3 separate regions of the Mus musculus genome follow, and regions 2 and 3 are each linked to region 1. The links are chromatin contacts, called in public HiChIP or PLAC-seq and promoter capture Hi-C maps. All regions are on one chromosome and are shown on one strand. Each heading gives the region's core, a stretch centred on a gene start, on an enhancer-like site or on the middle of the called end of the contact. The rest is flanking DNA. Distances are from core to core; before and after follow the strand shown. Region 1 holds the start of Fbll1 (fibrillarin-like 1). Region 2 holds the start of Lcp2 (lymphocyte cytosolic protein 2). Region 3 holds the start of Insyn2b (inhibitory synaptic factor family member 2B).

Region 1 (4,838 bases), core at 1,038-3,537:
TTCTGCTGCTGTTATGGAAACCTAGAAAGATCCCAAGGAGAGGAGGAGAGAGAACAGGAGGCCTCAGATTCCTACTTCTGTGTGCGTGTCAGGTGGGAAAGGGCAGAGCCAAGACAGCACGAGGGATACCAAAAGGTGGCAACAAGATTCTCCCTCCTCTGTAAGTCTGGGCAACTGGTATTCACCTCGGGAAGCCCACTGCTTCACAAAGAACATGGAAATTGTAACAAAGCCACCGTAGAGCTGGAGAGATGATTAAATGTCACAAGGACTGCAGAAAAATGAAGAAAACAAAACAAACCATTGTGGCTGATAATCTGGGTTTGAGTTGGTTTACATCTACTTCTTGCATACTCCGGAAGTAGAGGCAGGAGGATTAAGCTCGGCCAGGGCTACAAAAGAAGATGGCATTTCAGAAAACAGACACACAGGGAAGAGCCTAGCTTTGAGTCAGGTTGAATAGGTCAGCATCCAATAGTCTTCCCTGGACTCAGCCTTGACCACCCCCACCCCCGCCCCCAAAACAAAACAAAACAAAAAAACCCCAGTGCCTTCGTATTTCCCCCAAGAAATACTTTAAAGATCACTAGCGGGCTCTCCTATCCTTGTTCCTGTGATTAAAAGACACGTGTAAAAATGGGACCCTGTGGAGACCAGGCCTGGGGTGACTGGAATAGACACCACTCCCATGTTGTTCCTTGAAGGGGCCCTATACCTCTGTATTAGGCCACCAAGGCTGGAGAGCGACTGGTGCAGCTGCAAAACCCACTCTGGCCTCAACTGTACACTTGGGAATTGTTTATTTTATTAAATAGAAAAACAACGCACTAGGACAGGCACAAAGACACAGTCTTGTGGCAGCGCGGGGGCACCTTCCCTGGTTTCTGCTGCTGCTACTTGCTCTTGGGTGGGGGCCGATAGACCCCGACGACGACGGCGTGGTCCCTTTCGTAGGGCTCCAGAGTCAGCTGCTCCTGTGGCTTCAAGTTCTCCTGTTGCAGCTTCCTCACCTCAGAAGCAAACACGGCCTCGGCAGACGCTGTGGAGTCGATGCAGTTGGCCTTGATGGAAATGAGAAAGTGGCCTCCGTTGCGCAGAAAGGTGTGGGCGTTAAGCGCCACGATGCGCGACTGATCTGGCTGGGCCACATCGGCGAAGATCACGTCCACCATGCCAATGAGCATGCGATACTTGAGCGGGTGCCGGGCATCTTCCAGCACCGGGATGATGTTGGTGCGCTTCTTGGCCACGTTGACCAGATCGCGGCCGGCGCGATGGGAGAATTCAACCGCATAGACCAGGCCGTCGGGGCCGATGATGTCGGAGACGTGTGAGACAGTGGTTCCGGAGGCGGCGCCCAGGTACAACACTTTGGACTTGGGCTTGATGTGGATCTGGTCCACGCCGCCCAGGATGGCCGCTGCCAATTTGGAGCGGAAGGGATTCCACGTGCGGTACTCCTGTTTCTCCCCGTTCTCCATCACGGTGACGCGCTTCTCGCCGTACACCGAGACTCCAGGCACCATGTTCAGTGTGACCAGAGCATCCTCCGCGCCGCGGTAGATGAACACGCCCTCGTGCCGATGCGGCTCCACCGACACCGTGATGCCCTTCTTGCGGCGGTTCTTGTTCTTGCCTGGACCGCCGCGTCGCTGCCTGTCGCCGCCGCCGCCCCCGCCGCCCCCGCCGCCGCCTCGTCCCCGGCCCCGGCCGCCGCCGCTGGAGCCGCGTGTGCGTGCCCCGAAGCCGCCTTTGGTCCCTGAGCCCGTGTCACCTCCCTTGCTGCCTCCCTTGCCGCCACCCCAGCCCCAGCCGCCGCGGCCGCCCGCGGGTTTCATGGCCCCCGCAGCTCTCAGGAACTGCCGCGGTGGTCGGGGATCGCGAGGGACCCGGGCGGTTGCTGCGGAATGGGGACAAATTGTTGGCGGCGGCTGCCCGCAGGATTAGCCGCAGCGGGATGCAGGGGGCCGCGGTGCGCACATCCCCGGATCCACGCTTTGACGCGGTGACTTGCGTGATTGCATCACAGCCGTTTTGTAGCCCCTGTAGCCCCGGAAGCCCCCCTGCACCAGCTGCGCGCAGACACAGCCTGCTCACTTGTAACCCTTTGCCTTCTCTCGAGTCTGCTGGTATTTATTCTCTGCTTTCCCAGGGACTCCAGCTTCTTTCCCTGGATCTCGCAGTGGCCAAGCGTCTCTGTGGCAGAGAGATGGGAAGCGCGCATCCACTAGTCCTTGAGTTTCTTAGTTTCTTGCTCTCCCGTGTGTCAGCAGGAAACCTATGTGTAACCTAAATCATATGGCACTTACTTCAGAAAAAAAAAAAAAAAGGAAATTACTTCGATGTTTCGTCTGTGCTTTAAAAACCATTCTTTCATCCAAACCTTGAGGAACTGGAGGAAGAAATGGGCAGCACCGCGGATAGAAACCCAGACGTCCCTACATAGGCTTTAGCGTCCAGTCAGCACCAGGGACAGCTACCTCAAACACGTCTCTTCTGACCACTATTGGTGGCTTTGGGGCCAAGCTGGACTTCTGTGTAGCTGATCTAAGCACATGTCTGACCTCCCTGTTAGTGGAATTAAGTGCCAAGTCCAGGGAGATGGTGTTGGGCCCCCAAGGGCCCAAGTGTTGAGAACGCGACCCCCAGAAACACACAGCTTGACGGCAGAACGCTGCAACAATGACAAGAGGTTTTTATTCTAACGTGCGTGGAATAAAACCATGGGGGGGGGGGGCGTTGCTCAGCCTCGCAGGGAGAGTAAACCCCGATTGTCAAAAGTACATCTTTTTTATAATCTTTGAAAGGGGGGCACCTCACAGTGATATCATTATTGGCTAGCAAAGCAATAGTGTATTTTTAATTTTAGTGATCAGCTGTTGATGTGCCAGAAAACTTCGTCAGCAAGGTTAGGACAGTATGTGGTTTATTGTGGAATTCAAACTGAGGCAGGATTTCCAAGGACTGTTATCTGTGTTATAGCTAATTTTTGAGAACTGCTAATCTTGCTCTGGTCAACTGTGGTCATCATGACCTCTTAGTCAGTCCTCTCAGATGGGGAAGGGCCCGGGTGGTATTGAACTATTGAACTTGCTTATATTGGCAGGGAAAGGGAAAATTCCTCAAGCAGCAGGGGGAAGGGAAAAGCTTTTGCAAATAGCTTTGGTGCACATTAGCCAAGCTAAAAACTATATTTCTTCAGTGGAATGCACCTAAGAACTAGAACATGACACAGGGAGAGGATATTAACTCCCCATATGTGCACACATTAATCTCCTCTCCTGTCTCACATCCACAGACAGCAATGGCAGGGCTGTTCACCCCTGAGTATTATAAGACTTTCTTGATGAGGGCCACAAGTCTGCATGAGGATATAGAGAAGGTGGCAGAGGAAGAAATGCAGGATTCCTGTGATAGCTTGTTCGTGGGAAACACTCTAATTACAATTTGAAGAGTATTCTCTAAAATGAGTTACATTTGCTGTCTTGGTTGTGTTTCCACCAATCAGACCTTGTAATGACTAGTTTTTGCATATATTTGAATTGGCCATGGGATGCTCAGATACTTAATCAAATATTATTCTGGTTGTTTCTGGGCAGTGATTGGATGAGGTTATCATTTACATTTGTCAAGTAAAACAGATTGTCCTGCATTGTGTGGGTAAGTTTCATTTGATCAGTTGAAGCCCTGTATAAATTAAAAGGCTGCTCTTCTCCAAGGAAGAGAGAATTATGCTACCTAATAGCATTTAACCCGGAACATTAGTGCTTCTTATCCAACAACTTTTGAAGAAGGGTGTTGGTTTTGATGATTTCAGATTTGCCAGCATCCATTTTGCATGAAAAACTATTTATTTGTGTGTGTGTGTTTCATATGCGTCCTGATGGAGGTTGTCTTAGTCAAGGTTTCTATTCCTGCACAAACATTATGACCAAGAAACAAGTTGGGGAGGAAAGGGTTTATTCAGTTTACAATTCCATACTGCTGTTTATCACCAAGGAAGTCAGGACTGGAACTCAAGCAGGTCAGGAAGCAGGAGCTGATGCAGAGGCCATGGAGGGATGTTGTTTACTGGCTTGCCTCCCCTGGCTTGCTCAGCCTGCTCTCTTATAGAACCCAAGACTACCAGCCCAGAGATGGTCCCACCCACAAGGGACCTTTCCCCTTGATCACTAATTGAGAAAATGCCTTACAGTTGGATCTCATGGAGGCATTTCCTCAACTGAAGCTCCTTTCTCTGTGGTAACTCCAGCTGTGTCAAGTTGACACAAAACTAGCCAGTACAGAGGTGATGTCAAGATCACAGATAGAGCTAGGAGAATGAGGACAGGGCAGCTAGAGAGGACATTAAGAAGCAGAGAAACAGGCTGGCGAAATGGCTCAGTGGTTAAGAGAACTGACTGCTCTTCCAGAGGTCCTGAGTTCAATTCTCAGCAACCACATGGTGATTCACAACCATCTGTAATGAGCATCAGATGCCCTCTTCTGGTATGGCTGAAGACAGCAACAGTGTACTCACGTACGTAAAATATATAAATAAATAAATAAATCTTGAAGAGGAGGAGGAGGAGGAGGAGGAGGAGGAGGAACACTGTGGGTGCTGGAGGTGCGACGGGTTGTCTTAAGAATGGTGTGCAAAGTATCCAAAGAAATGATGTGTTGATAGCCAGGCAGCGGGGGAGCACACCTTTAATCCCAGCATTCAGGAAGCAGAGGCAGGTGGGTCTCTAAGAGTTCAAGGCTAGCCTGGTTTACAGAGAAGTCCAGGACAGCCAAGGCTACACAGAGAAACCCTTCTCGAAAACAAAAACCAAAAAGGAAAGAAATGATGTGCTTTT
Region 2 (4,838 bases), core at 837-3,336, 1.8 Mb before region 1:
CCTAAAATTATTGAGAAATCACCCTGGGGGTGGGAAAAGTCTAAGGCCTGAGACAAGTTTTGGCTTTGATCATCTGTGTTCTCTCTCTCTCTCTCTCTCTCTCTCTCTCTCTCTCTCCCTGGTGATTTATCTGAGGTATGGACCTGCGGTCCAATGGTCAAGGGACACATTGGAAAAGACATTTCAGATCAGCAACTCACTAGCTTTTTGTAGGCTGTAATCCATAAACTGTCCCTTATGCATAAAGGGACACTGTCCAAGCATGGCAAACAGGCCTGGAGTGAATCCTAACTCCATTCTGGGCATTGACAAAGCATGCAGACCCCAGAGGAGACAAATGACAAGGGACAGTGACTCTGGACTCAGGTACATTCTGGATAAGACTGGGATGTGCTCATGGAGGTGCTTAGGGAGCAAGCAGGTGCTTCTCTACTCTGACTTCATGGCTCCCTTCTGTGCAGTTGGAATAATACCTATGCTAACCATAGGGAGGGGTGGTATAAAGGTCTCAGCACATGTCCTGACACACTGGAGGGGCTTTCTGTGCCCTTGCACCTCTACTATGTTCATTGTCATTGTCCTGGTCACCCTGAGTTGGGTGAGTAATATTAAAAACAGGACACCTTCTCCCCCCCCACACACACATATACACACACACACACAATTTATTGCTTTGGTTTTAAAGGATGATCTGCAATATTCCTTTTCCTAGAATTTCTCTATTTTGACATTGATTGATTGATTGGTTATTTGATTGATTGGTTATTTGATTGACTGGGGTCCAGAATTCTCACCTATCCACTCCACTCTCCAAGCTTATACATAAAGCCTAGGTTCATTCCATGATGCCTTCTTTACTCTCCATTTTCAATTGGCTGCCATGCTGCTGATTTGAAAGATGAAATAATGTCTCTCACTGAGAAGGGAGCTTTGGAGCAGCAGGGCAGTGGTCCATTGAGCGTCAGCCACAGTTGAGCTTTATGTAACATACCTGGGCATTTCCTGCAGATCAGCAGCATGGAGCATGTTTCAGGGACTGGGCCTGGCACTGCATCTGCATCTGCATCTCATTTAAGCTCACAATCAGGTACTGAGACAGCTGCTAGAGGCAGCAGGGCTTCCTGTAGTCTATAGAAAATGGAAAGCACACATGACTAAAGCTACCCTTGACAAACCTTCAGGAACAGCACCTCACGTACCAATGGTGCGCTATTCAAGCATTGGAACAGAGAACTAGGTGTGTGTGTGTGTGTGTGTGTGTGTGTGTGTGTGTGTGTGTGCATTTCCATATGTGCACTCATGTATGTGCACATACAGATGGAATCCTGGCTAACCTGCGTTTGCAGGTTGCCTTATGCACCAATGCTTTAACCTCAGGTCACACTCACTGCCAATGGTTGTATCAGTCTGTGAGAAGTGTATAGAGTCTGAGACTGGAGGAGGAAGCAACAGATCCCCCTCTCCCATCTCCAGGCATTATATATACTCTTTGCCTAGGCATATGGTAGAATCAAAAGCAAATGCCATATATGGAAGAAACAATGGTAGACAGAATATAAGACAAAAAAAGCACAGCGTATAGAAGGTGTGCCATCAATAGCAACAATTCTTTAAACTTTTTATCTTTACATTTGCCTAGCAAATGCATTAAAGTTTTATGTGTATAACCCCTTTGTTTCCCTGCCTTGCAGATATGGAAACTGTCTGCCTAGACTGTCATTTCATGCTCAAAGCTACAGTGCATAAACATTCCTATCAGAAATGGAGCTGTTCCTCTGACCTGTAGCATTATTACCTCTCCTGGCTGCTAAGGAGCCAGGCTTCATAACACCAAGAAGCAGCTGAAGGCCACACTGCTTTCAATAAGAACAAACTGGTGGGGAAGGAGGTCAGAAAACATTGAGAGACTATCTTCCTTCTCCCACAGTTCACTAGTGGATGAAATTATAGATAATTTTAAGGAACTGTCAAAAGAGATCCTTATCTGCAAAGAGTCAGCCAAGCACAAATATGGTGCCCAGCTTTGAGTGTCTGTAATACTAATGGGAAAAAAAATACTTGAACTGACACTGGAGTTTAAGCCCCCTTTGTTCCTCTTCCTGCTTGGCTGGGGTGTCTGGGCCAGTGGGGAATTAACAATCTCTCTCTCTCTCTCTCTCTCTCTCTCTCTCTCTCTCTCTCTCTCTCTCTCTCTCCCCTCTCTCTCTCTCTGCATTATGAACCCCCAGAGCTGTCCTTCCTTGTTTACTTATTTAGAAGTCAGCAGAGGAAGTGGTAAAGGAAACTAGCTGAGTCGTTTTCTGAGAAGAGACCATATTTGTTCACAGGGGAAGCCGCTGCTTTTGGGGATCTGGCTACAGCAGAAAAGAGTCCTCTTCAACAAGGGTGTTCCTGAGAGCATCTGGGAATCAGAAGAGCCAAGGACACCTCAGAGCTCTGGATCTGGGCTTTTCCCCTGTTCATGGCTGCATCGCCTCTCCTCAGTTTGTGAGCCTCTCCCTGTAGAGCAGCCATGGCCTTGAAGAATGTCCCGTTTCGCTCAGAGGTCCTAGCCTGGAACTCAGACAACCTCGCTGACTATTTCAGGAAGGTGGGTCTTTCCCTCTTGTGCCTTTGGTTGGTCTGGTATGTCTTTGGTTGGGTGGGCAGAGACAGGAGGTGGACTGTGGACAGTATGTGGAAGGTGTATGGTATAGTGGTAGATATAGGAGACAGACAGACATTGCTTTCTTGGTAACGTGTCCTGTAGAGAAAGATAGGGGGGAGGGCCCTCAGCTACACAAGTCCCTAGACACACTGCCTGTACTTCCAGTGCTCTACAGACTGTGTCTTGTCAGACACAACCCACTGTCATGGGAGATCCGTGTTGACATACTAACAATCTGCATTGACAGTGTTGCGTTGTAACAACATCATTATTTTGCTCAGCTGAAAAGTCAGCTCGGGGAGTTGAAGCGTTCCAAAGCTCTTGAGTCTTCTGCAATCAGGTTAGATTGGAGTCTTGCCTATTTAGCCTTAAAGCACATGCTCTGAGCTGCAGAGGCTTACTGTGGTAAAGGCTACTTACTAGAAAGGGAGAGATGGGGTAGGAAAATGAACAGGCAGGGCAGGAGGTTAGAACAGAGAGCTGGATGAACACTGGTGTTTTGACATCTGTTGTTCATGATCCTGGAAGAAGGCTAGAGTCTCTTTATTGGCCAGAGCCTCACTGGAGTTTTATGAGAATCCTGGAAAGCTGTCCAGAAAACAGACATAAGCCCCAGGATAGTTAGGGACGTAGAAGACAAGTTCAGCAGACTTAGAAGTCAGGCTGGACCAGAGTTCTGCTGTCCTGATTTCCAGGATAGGAGGAGATAGGCAAGATCCTTGTTAACAGCTAACTGTGACCACATGTCTGCTTAGGCATATCCCAAGTCATTAAACTCTTCTTAGGCACCCATGCCAAGGAGGTAAGAACTCTTATGACATGAGCTTCTATTGTTCATATTCCTGTAGGCTGGCTTCAAATTCCACTGATATTCCAGTGATGAAGACAATGTCCTAAAGCTGAGACCATATAAGTCATCTACTTTGGCTTCTATTTTTCTAAAGAAATAGACCCAAGGATAGGCTCTAACCTGTAATCTATACAGTGGTTCCTTCCCAACCTACAGTAGAAAATGTGAGCACTTTGTACTGGGTGTGGCATGGCAGGAACACTGCGCACAGATCCAACCATTTGCCATCTTTTGTGAATCTCACTTTGGTTACTTTCCTCCCATAAGGTCATTACAAACTTTCAACACTGTGGGTGGAAATGTCATTGGGCAATTGACTTTTGAGGCATGTTTTTGAAATACTTTTCTCAACTAGAAACCAAGTAAGTTAACGCAGAAAGGCACAGTTTGCCTTAGGGTTGGGCCATTCTGACTTCTACCCAGCTTTGGAGTCAGACACGCCTTGGTTTAAACGTGACCTTTCCAGCTAGCTTGGGGACTTTTTTTTTTTTTTTGCTTCTCTATATCTAAACTTCCTAATCAGTGAAAGAGAGCCATGAACAGTAACTAAGCAGATGAGATGGCGGTGAGGTGGAAAGGAAATGCGTGGGAGACATTGAGCTCCAGGTTCTATTGAATCTTTGTCCTGCTCTTCTAAACCACACATGATGTGGAAGCTCAGACAGCCTGGGGAGACTATGTCATATTGCCTCAAACATGTATGTCTTGCCCTCCATTTGGGATCAAAACTGCGAAGATTAAAGCCGCCATAGTCTACATGTCCTTAACTCCTTCAGTTGGTTTAGGCCTGGCAGGAGAGTATTGCTGGGTCATGCAGTATACTCATTGGCTTATAGCCATTTGTTCTAACTCTGTTGGGTTTCCACCTCACCATGTGACCTTAAGCCAGACCCTTCTTTCTGAATCTTAGTAGCCATCATCTACAAAGCTGAGTAACCACTCAGTCAGTGCCTATCAATCTTGAGTGCTAACCAAAATTATTAGGGTGCTTGTTAAAATACAGGTTTTAGGTCCCAAGACGCAGTTCTTAATTTGCATCAAATATCTAGGTTCAAGGCTGGAACTCTAGCTTTGGTTTAGAGTCAACATCCGGACTCTACAGAACCAGCATCATCTGATAGTGATCACAGCGGGTGCTGACAATTCCAAGAGCCTACTACACACCTGGCATGAGGGTCGAGGAGATAGCAGGGTAGTGCAGATGCTGCCTCCCTCAACACTGGCCTATAAATCAGCTTCCCCAGTGCAATCCTCACTCCGAGGTGACAACTATTATATTTTAAAGTTATTATTATTGAGGCAAGTCCTGGGAGGGTAGCTCAGCTGGCCTTGGACTGACAA
Region 3 (4,838 bases), core at 1,594-4,093, 1.5 Mb before region 1:
TCTCTCTGTACACTGGCTACAGCATAGTGACAGCTGCATTTCCTGAGTGCTTTTACTGTTACACTTCGGATTCAAAGCCCGTGACACAGATAGTGTCATCCCTAGCTCCCAGATTGGAAAAACAAAACACCTGAGGCTTGAGAGAAGTTAGCTTGCCTGTGGTCACACAGTGACTTAGCTAGGATTCCAATCTAAAATATTATGACTCGGACACTCAGACTCTTGAGCTCCAGAGAACTCATGATTCATCGACAAATGTCTGTTTGCTAATGGGAATCTAGATGTGGGAGCCATAGCACACAGCTGTAATGGGCTGGAGATACGTTCTAGAAATGGAATCAGATTCGTATATCATATCTGCAACACACACGCTTGAGATCTGTAGGGGGCCTTCTTGCCCCAAACTCTTGAGAAGAGGAGCTTGGTATGCCACGCCTTTCTTGCCTCCTCCCAACCCCCTGCCATGTCCTGCAGACTTACCACAAGGTCTGAGCTGGTCTGGAAGGTCTCAATGTAAAATGAATAGTGTTGGTCGCCCATCTGGTCTAAGATAGCTGTCATACACGCCACAAAGTGACTCTACAAAACATAATGAAAAATACAAAGGCACTGAAATTTGTCCTTTCTGTCTCCTTGACATCAAACTTGAAAATATACAGCCCCCCCACCCCCCGCACTCATAAAGGACCACCCAGCAGCAAAGCATCTCCTCTTGCTGGCATGTAAAACAACTCCCTAAGAGGAAATGTCCTTACCGCTAATTCATTTTAAAACATTCATTAAACACCCATTACGTGCCTGTAGCTGTGCTAGGAGCTCCAGATACAAAACTAAGAGCAGAACCCCCTTGTCCCCCTCTTCACCCCACCTCTGTGCTGTTTGTACCTCGGAAACAGCACTCTATGGATGTTGGGAGACTCAGCCTATGTTAGCCAAGATTCTCAGGGGCAGTCAGTTTCATTTTCCTGGTAAATAATTTTGTCTGCATGAATCCCCATAGTCTTATCTGTGCCCTTATCCACTCCCAGAGGAATTCCTGGAAAGACCAACAGCTCCAACAGCACTGTTAAGTGCATGGCAAGTCTCTGCAGAGAGATCATTACTGGATCACCATGAATCAATCAGCCATGAGCGAACCTAACACCTACCAGGATTGGCATTATTTACGGATAAAGAAGATAAAGGAGATGCGGAGAGACAACCTTTGCTCTTCGTGAGTTTATTATTTAGTCGGGAAAGCGTGATTAATGTCCATGAGGAAAGGAGTCAGACAAGAGGGAAATCAAGGTAGAGATGTGAGGAGGAGGTGGGTCCTGAAGAAACCCTGAAAGTGGAGAAGCATGAGTTATAGCCTCATATGGACCAAAGGCATCACTCAGTCTCTCCTGTGTTCTCCCTCCCAGGGTGTTAAGTGTCTGTGCTGGGGCATGCTGGCATATAGAAACAGCACTTGAGGGGATATATTCTGGAAGCTGGTAAAGAAACACTGGTCACTAATCAAGCAGGGCTGAGATAATATTCTCAACTGTTTCCTGTAAGATCCTAGAGGGATGACCATCTTGGCCAGAGGAGGTCTCACTGTGAACCAGGCCAGGCCAGATTTTTTTTGAAGGTTGCCTGGTTACTGGTGGGATACAAGGAGTGTCCAGGGACTCCCACTGCTGAAGATAGGCTTGGAAATTTCATTTGAAATTTTATTTGAAATTTTATTTGAAAAATAAAGGTGTGTGATACCTGAGTGTGTGTCTCTGTGTCTGTCTATCTGTCTCTGTTCTTGTCTCTCTGTCTCTGTCTCTGTCTCTGTCTCTCTCTGTGTGTGTGTGTGTGTGTGTGTGTGTGTGTGTGTGTGTGTGTGTATCTGACAGTCTGTGGCCTTTGTTTAAAAAAGTCTCCTGTTGTTAAAAATATTGAATATGCATGCATGTAACCTGTATATCAGCCAGCCTGTAGGTCTGCTCGAGTGATGGACAGTGCTTATGGCCCCTAGGAAGTACCCTCTGCATTCTTTGGTAGGTCTCTTAGGTTGCTTAATGTGTTCCATGCACTCATTTGCCAAAGTAGCTAACATAGGTACAGGCTCTCGTTTGCTTCCTGGTGTTTTTCAATTAGGACGTTAGGGGTGTCATGCCTTCTCAGTCAGCAGGGCCAGCTATAGAACGGAATGAGGCAAAGATGTAGGGTCCTCACTTAAAAGTATTATGGATCATTTTGGAACAGCTGAGTGGCCTTTTAAAAGAAGGAACTCGATGACTAAGCAGGTCACCTGCACAGAAGCTGGTGACCGCTAAACCCACCCCATGTTTAGAAAACATGGATATCTGGCCCAAAGCACCAAGCTTAGACTTTCAGGGGGCTCTAGCCACTTTGAGTGTAGGAATCCAAAGCCTTGGGGATCCCACCTGCTTGTTATTTCCTGGCGAGACCTCCAGGGTGGGTAGTAGTGAGTTTGTGAAATTACTCAACTCTTTCAAACCAGGCTGAAGCAGCTGCATCCTGGCTAACTTAACAAGGTCGCACTGAAATTAAGAGATGGATTTCATACCTCTGGGTAGCCTAAATGTAGGGAAGGGAGATTCTAGAGTTTGAAGAGCTAGAGGTAGGTGTGTGTGGTGTGTGTGTGTGTGTGTGTGTGTGTGTGTGTGTGTGTGTGTGTGTGTGTGTGTTTACCTGGGCTTCCTCAGTTCCTGCTCCCTCCGTCTCCTCTCTTCTCTCCCTTCCTTAAAGAATTCATCCTGTGGCCACTAGAGGGCTTTTCTTTTCACATGGTAGCTGCTGTGCAGTTTGTTCGGCTTTTTATTTATTCCTACGTGAGCAGACCCACTACACTTCTTGCATATAAACAGTGAAAATTACAATATAAAGGGCTTATTTTTTCCTTCGTTTGGAGTTATCTTGCTTCTGGTCAAAGGCTGGCTCGTTGTACAAGGAAGGGGCGGCATCTTCTGCAGGTAATTCCACTGCTTGGAGGTAAGAGATATGGGAAGGTTTGATTTTTTTTTGTTTTTTTTCTTTTTTCTTTTTTTTTTTAAATCGATGATCTTGTAGGAAAAAAATGCTGTTGTCTCTTGGACAGCAGTCTACTTTAAATCTTTGGTTTAAATGAGTGCTGAGACTGTGAGCTTGTGTGGGTGTGTGTGGTGAAAATCCACCATTGTCAGAACTGCAGGCTGCCCCAAACGCCTCGATCCGCAAGGCTTGTTATTCCCAGTGGCTTGATTTGAATTGGAAGAGGAGGAAATGCAAAGAGCGAACCTCAGAGGAGCTCAAGTTGCTGGAATTACCTCGAACGGGCTGCATTCTCTTAGGGTTTGTTTAAGGAAACTTCTCTGCCTTTTTTTTCTTTCTATCTTTAAATAATGAAAAAAGAGAGAGGGGTTTTCCATTCTTCATTGGAGAGTTTGACCATTTTATGAAATAAACCATTATTGTTTTATTAGGAATCAGTCAGTGTGTTAGAGTTCACAGATCAATCAAAGTCACTTTACCAGCTTGTTAATTTCTTTGTCCAGATCAGCATGTAGAAAAGCCCGGTTGGGTGCCTTTCACTAGGATTTGCATGCACTGTCATGGAAGTTTAGACAAGTCACTTGCATTTGCCTGTTAATCAAAAATTGACTGCTTTATCTTGAACCGGAAGCATCCTGATTTTTCTACCACAGCCTAGCTCACTTTGGTATCGATCCTTAGGTGATCACACAGATGTGACTAACAGACTCCCTGAAGTAGAACGAGCCACAGGCAGTAGGTTCATTAAAGGCTCTGTCATTTGAATTGAATAGCCATTCACGATTTCTCATGCAATGAAGGAGTAATGGAATCACTTAGTGCTTCTCTGACGGCTAGCCCCTTTCAAGATTGTCTTCAAAATGGCAAGTGTGTCTTGGCCCTCTCCCATTTTCACAAGTTTGAGACCAGACTTTCATACCTGCCGTATCTAAAATGCTTAGAGAAATTGGGGAAGGATGGTTGGGGTGACAATCAGACTATTTGCCCTGGCAGCCAACATAGCCCTAAGGTCGACTGCTGCTCCAACTTTATATCATTAAAAGTTCAAACTCCCATCCCCTCCAATGACCTAGAAAAGCCTTAATGTTGCATGGGGTTCTCGGGGAGTTGGGGGATTCCCTGCAATCTGAGCCAATTAGAACCCTCTTCTTTTTATTCCTGGCAGAAATTCTATAATCGACATATATTTACTACCACGGCATGAGGCAGCCACTCATCCATACCAAAGCAGCATGCCAGGTGCCCGGATAGGAAATTGCTTCTTAAAACAGAGTACCAGAGGGACTTGCATATTAAATTCCAGAGAGAAATTGAATCTGAGTCTCTGGCGCAAAGCAGGCAGAGTCACCTCGCTCTAATCGGGTGGTTTAAAATGTGGCTAATGAATCACAGCATGAAGAGACACAGTTTGAAACTAGGTCAAACGTGTAAAAATAAGTGCAATCATTGCAGGCACTTGGCTGATGAGGGGCTACTTAATGCTGGAGTGGAGGGGTATATTTGCCGCATAGGACCTTCTTCGGCTATCTGAGACAATCAAGTCCTTTAATTAATCCGGCTCATCACTACACTCAGAGGTCTCGCACATCTGGGAGAGAACTGAAGCTTTGAGGAAAAGGACAACCAGTCAGGCTCTCTTTACTATGTGCTGGTAAGGAAACAAGAGGAAACCGATAGTGTGTGAGCAACATAGCAGACGACTTCAGTTTTGGTAGGAACTCTCCCCAAATCATTACCCTGGCTCCTTTGTATTAAAAGTCTCTTCCATATCATATTATTATTGGAAATACTAATAGTTCTGCATACAACATTCAGTTTAACCATTCCTACTT

What was found. Promoter capture Hi-C pulls out the DNA fragments that hold promoters and counts their contacts. HiChIP or PLAC-seq counts read pairs in DNA pulled down with a chosen protein or histone mark.
Region 2: a contact with region 1 is called in an H3K27ac HiChIP or PLAC-seq map of double positive thymocytes, with 8 times the contacts expected there. The contact joins the promoter of Lcp2 here to the promoter of Fbll1 in region 1. A contact is called at or near these places in 1 of 39 promoter capture datasets (pre-B cells) and 1 of 115 datasets of contacts at active chromatin or transcription factors (double positive thymocytes).
Region 3: a promoter capture Hi-C map of embryonic stem cells shows a contact between it and region 1, with 2.5 times the contacts expected there. The contact joins the promoter of Insyn2b here to the promoter of Fbll1 in region 1. A contact is called at or near these places in 4 of 39 promoter capture datasets (embryonic stem cells, frontonasal cranial neural crest, hippocampal neurons and 1 more).

The regions. Positions count from the first base shown.
Region 1 is chr11:35,796,597-35,801,434 of GRCm38.p6, forward strand. Fbll1 (fibrillarin-like 1) reads right to left here and starts at 2,288. Exons shown (of 1, transcript NM_001004147.3): 1 at 784-2,288. The coding sequence starts at 1,838. The coding sequence ends at 894.
Region 2 is chr11:34,044,842-34,049,679 of GRCm38.p6, forward strand. It overlaps Lcp2 (lymphocyte cytosolic protein 2), which reads left to right and starts at 2,087. Exons shown (of 21, transcript NM_010696.4): 1 at 2,087-2,590. The coding sequence starts at 2,513. All of the region lies in intron 4 of 4930469K13Rik (RIKEN cDNA 4930469K13 gene), which reads right to left.
Region 3 is chr11:34,311,979-34,316,816 of GRCm38.p6, forward strand. It overlaps Insyn2b (inhibitory synaptic factor family member 2B), which reads left to right and starts at 2,844. Exons shown (of 4, transcript NM_001025382.2): 1 at 2,844-2,967. It overlaps Dock2 (dedicator of cyto-kinesis 2), which reads right to left. Exons shown (of 52, transcript NM_033374.3): 28 at 481-579.